Regions from separate parts of the Zeugodacus cucurbitae genome. Here region 1 is linked to region 2. The links are chromatin contacts, called in public Hi-C maps. All regions are on one chromosome and are shown on one strand. The core of a region is the stretch at or near the end of the contact, and the rest is flanking DNA. Distances in the headings are between cores, read along the strand shown.

What was found. Hi-C and Micro-C count contacts between places; a contact is called where the count stands out from the background.
Region 1: a contact with region 2 is called in a Hi-C map of whole body, with 3 times the contacts expected there. The contact joins the promoter of LOC105221019 here to the promoter of LOC105221022 in region 2. A contact is called at or near these places in 2 of 2 Hi-C or Micro-C datasets (both in whole body).

Annotation. Positions count from the first base shown.
Region 1 is chr4:46,770,430-46,773,868 of idZeuCucr1.2, reverse strand. It overlaps LOC105221019 (probable serine/threonine-protein kinase tsuA), which reads left to right and starts at 1,666. Exons shown (of 5, transcript XM_011197653.3): 1 at 1,666-2,150. The coding sequence starts at 1,832.
Region 2 is chr4:46,639,451-46,642,715 of idZeuCucr1.2, reverse strand. It overlaps LOC105221022 (rab5 GDP/GTP exchange factor), which reads left to right and starts at 1,263. Exons shown (of 7, transcript XM_011197659.3): 1 at 1,263-1,554; 2 at 1,628-1,864; 3 at 1,921-2,227; 4 at 2,300-2,457; 5 at 2,518-2,774; 6 at 2,835-3,077; 7 at 3,149-3,265. The coding sequence starts at 1,413.

The DNA.
Region 1 (3,439 bases), core at 417-2,916, 130 kb before region 2:
AAATGTATGCAGACGCATTTGTTACAGCAGCAACTGCCAGCCGCTGGCCATCATTAATGCAACAGCAATAACAACAACAACAATAACATTATTGATAAACAATTTCACTATCTGCGGCATTTGCTGATTGCTGCAGTCGCTTGTATCGGACGCACTTTTTGTGGGGCGTACACACGCTGTGGCGCTCATCCGCAGCAACTAATGCAACACTAATGCTAACGCTTCTTCGCCTTAATCAAGTGTAACGAATGAACGAACCAAGTGTATCGCGCTACGAGCAACTTGTGTTGCCTTAAATAGCAACAACAACACGTCATATACGGTGAAGAAAGGCGCTTTGTTGTATTTTTGATTGGATTTTATCTTCGATTTCGGTTTTGTTTTGTTTTGTTGGATTTTTATTAGCTTGTGTTATTTAATAAACGAAAATTTGACGACGTTGAAATATGAATAAACGAATATGCTTTCTTCGGCGCGGCATTAATTAATCTGTTGGATAATAATGACACATACATATGTACATGCATATAAATGGGACAGGTGGAAATCGAAACGGCAACTGTAGGAGACTACTAGTGTGTGGTCAGTGTGTGCGACAGTTCAACAGCTAAGCGTCAGCGGCCTAATTAACGCCTTTTGTCGCAACTAATTGTTTTTGTTATTTTTGCTTTTGTAATTTGATTTTTGTATTTTGATGCTCATAATTTGTTGCATTTGAATATTGTCAACAGTGCGGCAGAATTTTTTAGAAAGCGTTTGATTTCATGGGTGATTTACATGCATAAAATATTCGGTTTATTTTATTTGCCGTCAAGCCGGTTGGACCAGCGCGTCACAGGCGAAAGTGCGAGTGTAGTGCAGTGCAGTGAAGCTGTGTGTTTAAAAAGTGGACTTGGTGAAATGTAACGCGCGTCTCAGCCAACTGAAACGGAACACTTACAAGTTAGACAATCGGGTTCGCCTGATAAACAAATCATTTTTAGTTAAAGGCTAGTAGGCGCGTAAACACCGGTGTTGTTGTAACGCCAAACTTGTTTGTGTATTTGTGACGTAACGCCTGTGTTGTGTCTTCCGTGCATTTGTTTATTATTGACTATACAATTTTGATATCGATTTGATAAACAGACGACGATAATCATATGCACACACTGTTATACAACAACAAACATTTTCAGTGGTGACCGCTGTGAATAAAATTTCTACTGCGCTAGTAGAGCAACGTACACTGTTATTAATTTGAATTTGAATTTCGTTCGTTGAGCGTGTTGAAGTGGTCAAGTGCGACGCATTACCGCATTGCTGTGTGCGCCGCTTTGAGACGCGCCGCGTATACTTTAAGCTAAGCGCTTTATTGCCTTGAGCAGCATTTTTGCTACGGTGAACGCAGCGAGTGAAGCGCATTCCGCGTATGCCGGTCTAACGGTCAGTCACACATCGTAACACTCAGCCATCGAAAAAGCGCCAGAAATCATACAAAAAAATAGATAATCATCGCATAAACATACAATAATTTCATATAATTAGTTGTAAATAATATTAATAATAAATAAAAAATAAATAAAAATAATTATAAAATTTAATATATAAAATAAAAATAAAATATAATAAAAATAATTATAAAATTTAACAAAATAAATTAAAATAAAAATAATAATAAAATTAATAAAAATAATTTTAAAATATAATAAATAAAAAAAAATAAAATATAATAAATAAAATAAAAAATAAATTATAAAAATAATTATAAGAAATTAAAAACAAAAAAATCAAAAATTAAACGTGAATTCTTCAGTGCAATATTTATGCGTTAAACAATATATAATCCGCCATAATGTCACGCGTATCAGTTTTACTCATACTCTTATCAATGGTCATTATCAACTCCGGCGACAGCAATCACAGTAATCACAACAACAACAACAACAACAAAAATTATAGTAGAATACATACATTTCATCAGCCATACAGCAGCATCAATAGCACGAAAATCGTCAATCATCCAGTATCTAGTTTAATAACTGCAGTCAACAATAGTGAAGAAACACGCGCAGAACAACAACAACAACTGCAAGAACAACAAAAGCAGTCAACTCCAAATCAACAGCAACAGCAAACAAAACAACAGCAGTCTGCGCAGCGCGACAAAAGAGGTGAGTTCATATCATTAATAATATTCTGAGTTTCATTCTCTAATTTTTTTATGCAAGCCAACTAACATATATACATATATTCACATAGATGTTATTAAATATACAATATGCTATATGTTCTCTCATCGAACACAAAACATTTAATTTCCATTTTATAACACCTAAGTCCGTTGCTATGTTTGGCACTGCAATAATTATGCATAGAATTGGTGTTTTAAAGTCAGTTTAAACTAAAGCGTGTCATAAATCAAAATGTCACGTCTTATGTTTGGCCGAATTTGAATTTGAATTTGTAGTTTCAATAGTTAATGCCTTTTAATATCGCTAGTTTCTATGTTTCTTGTTTTATGTCGGCGCATTGCATAACGTCACGTAATACAATTGGAATTCAAGCTTCTGGACCGTCTTAATTCCTTTTTATTGCAGTGCAGTCAAACAAGTCAACTTTTGGTTTCCGTATTTGCTGTGGATAAGTAACGGCGCGTGTTGGTTTTTCTAACACACAATTTTTTTTTTTGAATTACAATTAAATGATATTCAAACTGATCTCATATATGAGATCTTCTATATTCAAATCAAACTAACTGATTGAAATCACTCAATTTAACTTAAAAGCACAGTACATACAGGTATAAATAATTTCTAAGATTGTATGACATAATGCTAGTCTTATTATTCTCGTCTAATTTTATGTAGGATATCTTGAGCTTATCCTGTTGATATATGTTATAAACTTAACTAAAGGCAGGAAGTTCAATATAGTCGGTATATGGGTGTAAGTGAAAGAATCTACAGACACAGTAACCCATAACTACGATTTTCGATTAACTGATTCAATCAATTTTTGACCGGTTTATATCACTCATCCTCTATACTACCTATTAGAGACCGACCGATTAATCGGCCTTGGTATCGGCATCGGCCAGTATCGGTCACAAAATTAAGCATCGGCATCGGTATCGGCATCGGCCATATTTGGCCGATTCTTAGCCGATTATTTCTACCTCTTTCGGATTATACTAAAATAATTATTTTTTTTTCTTTTTTGATTTCTTTAGAGCATAAAATTTGAATTCTTCTGTTTACCATATATAACACAGTGATTCACATTTGACTAAGCTAACAATTCATTATGGTGATAATTTAAGTCTAGTATAAAGAAATTCAACAATTTTGCATTAATGAAAGGTTTTATTTAGCACTGCTAGAAACATTCGATTTATGTCAAATATGTACAGTTTTGTTTAAAGTTGTTGAGATTTTGAAGATAATGTCATAAAGTCACTATT
Region 2 (3,265 bases), core at 14-2,513:
CATGCTGACCGACAGGGGTAATGTTCGAAAATTTTACGAAAAGATCCGGCGACTAACTGAAGGTTTTAAGACCGGAGCACACTGCTGTAGGACCCCAGAGGTGATTTAGTTGTTGATGACTAGATATTCCAACGCCCGATCGTGAAGAAATTAGAATAGCAATTACACGCTTGAAGAACAACAAGGCGGCGGGGGCCGATAGATTGCCGGCGGAGCTATTCAAATACGGCGGCGAAGAGCTGATAAGGTGCATGCATCAGCTTCTTTGCGGAATATGGTCGGAAGAAAGCATGCCGGACGATTGGAATCGAAGTGTACTCTGCTCAATCCACAAAAAGGGAGACCACACAACCTGCGCCAATTACCGTAGGATAAGCCTCCATAACATCGCTTATAAGGTTCTATCGAGCGTACTGGATGAAAGACTAAAGCCCAGCGTTAACAAACTGATTGGACCTTATCAGTTACCTTTAAACCAGGAAAATCTACATCTGAACAGATATTCACCATGCGCCAGATCTTGGAAAAGACCCGTGAAAAGAGAATCGACACACACCATCCCTTTGTCGATTTTAAAGCTGATTTCGACTGCACGAAAAGGAGTCTAGATGCCGCTATGTCTGAATTTAGTATCCTTAGAGAAAATAATACGAGATGCAGAGCTAAATAGAGGTGCAATTTTCTATAAGAGTGTACAGCGACTGGCGTACGCCGATGATATCGATATCATTGGAAACAACACCCGCGACGTTAGTTCTGCTTTTTCCAGACTGGGTCTGGTGGTGAACGAGGACTAGACGAAATATCTGCTGTCATCAAACAAACAGTCAGCGCATTCCCGTCTTGGCTCCCACGTCACTGTTGACAGTCATAACTTTGAAGTTGTAGATAATTTCGTATGCCTAGGCTCCAGCATCAACGTCAGCTTTGAAATCTAACGCAGAATCATTCTTGCCAACAGGTGCTACTTGGACTGAGTAGGCTATTGAAAAGAAATGTCCTCTTTCTCGGTATCTAGGCCAGTCAAAAAGAAGAAGAATATGACCTTACCAACTTTTTTATACCAATTTTCGAAACTAGAACCAATTCACGCACTTCCTTATATAAATAAATCCTAAATTAAAATTTTCGAAAAGTAAGTCAAGATTTTTACGTTTACCGATATTTACGTTATCATTCATTATCACTTTTCGTGAATACCGCTTTCAAACATAGCAAAAAAGAAAACGAAGACATATTTATTGTGAATATGCGAATATGCTTGTCAAAACAAAATTAATAGCTACGAACTGTGACTGACACGAACATTGATTAATTTTTATTACCAGAAAATTTTCGCCACAATTATTTGCTTAAAAAAATTTACAACTAAAAATTATTATACCATTTAATACTCATACATCAAATCAGATATGTCAATAGCGCGTGTGCCCCAATTACGTATAGTACAACGTGACCTCAAATGCCGTCAAGGCTGTGGATTTTATGGCAATGCCCAATTTGATGGACTGTGCTCCAAATGTTTTCGTGAACGGAACGATAAAAGAAAGAAAGGTTAGTTGCTGCTTTGCAAATTCTAAAAATAAATGTTTTTGTTTAATTTTTGCTGGTTTTGCTGATAAAGCAGAGCAGCGTGCACTCCCTGCAACTGCAAATGCGGCTAATACCGGTGCCACCAGCACAGCTGGGCGATTGTCCCCACAGAATCTCTTGGGGCGAGTGCCAAACAAGAGGCAGGACAGTATGCCGGAAATATCGACAGGTACACTTACTAAGAAGAAATCACTTGTGCCCGCTGTATTTCAAAAAACTCTTCAATCAAACACATTGAAGAGTAAAAAGTCAAAACAAGACGGTCATTTAGGTAAGCTCAACAGATATTTATGCTTTAACTCCGTTATCAAATGAATGTTTTCACAGGTCAAAGATCTTATATACCCGACCCCACCGAGAGCCAATTTATGCTACAACTACGACAACTACGCATACCTGATGATGGCAAACGTAAGCTAAAAAGCGAAATTCAACGGCTAGATAATGCCATACGTAGCTATATGAATAATAGTGCTAATAAGAATGTGGACGAGCTGTCAGAGTTGGTACAAAATGCATACACCAAACTTGCGGATATTGTGCACAACGACCAGCGTTTCCAAATTGCCACCGACGAAGACCGTGAAAGTGCAATCGACTTCTTTGAAAAAGTTGTCATGACACAGAATCACAAGTAATTGCAGAATTAATAAATTTATGTACAAATATAATTTTGCAAAATTTTTTATTTATTAATTTTTTTTAGATTTCTCTTTAGTCCGTACTTTACGGCTGATGAAGAAAACGATGTAAAAATACAAAAACGTATACGTCAACTCAGTTGGATAACGGCAAAACATTTAGTATGTAGCATTGATGAAGTTAATGCGGAGTCGCGAGACCTAGTTTACAATGCAATAACAGGCATGTTTTGTCTAATAATTGTTTAATTTAAATTTCTAAATTATATTTTTAATATTTTAGAATTGGTAGGAATCGATTCTTATTACTCACCACAAGAGAAGTTGGAATGCACAGTACGTTGTTGTCGCCACATTTTCGAATTGCTGAAGCACTCAGTTGGAGGTCCAGCAAGTGCAGATGAATTTCTTCCTGCTCTCATTTTCGTAGTGCTAAAAGCAAATCCTGTGCGGCTGCATAGTAACGTAAATTTTGTAACACGCTTCACTAATGCATCACGGTTAATGAGTGGCGAAGGTGGTTATTATTTTACTAATCTAGTAAGTAGTATATCGCGATTTTCAAATATTTTATTGAATTTATTGTAATTTAAAAACTAGTGTTGCGCGATCACTTTCATTGAGAATTTAAATGGGGAAGATCTGTGTATCTCGGAAGAAGAATTCGATTCGCTCATGTCAGGAGATAAAGCGTTCAGTACGCCTTGGGAAAGCGCTTTGTTGGCATGTGAGGGCTTACATTTAATATCGGAAAATATGAAGCGCATGGAATCACTAAAAAAACGAAATACTAGCATTGCTACGGGACTTGATAATTTTCGTAAGGACCTCGAAGAGTTTCAGGTAACAAACGTTTAATAATTTATGATTACAATATTATAACTTTAACCGAATATTTTATTGTATTATTCTAGCGGGAGATTACCGATAGAGTGGATGCTTGCATTGCAAAAGCGCCTCTAACTATTCTGCCAATAAAAACCCCAACACACTTAATCAGTAAAGCAAGAGCTCATCTGGCGAATGGAAAT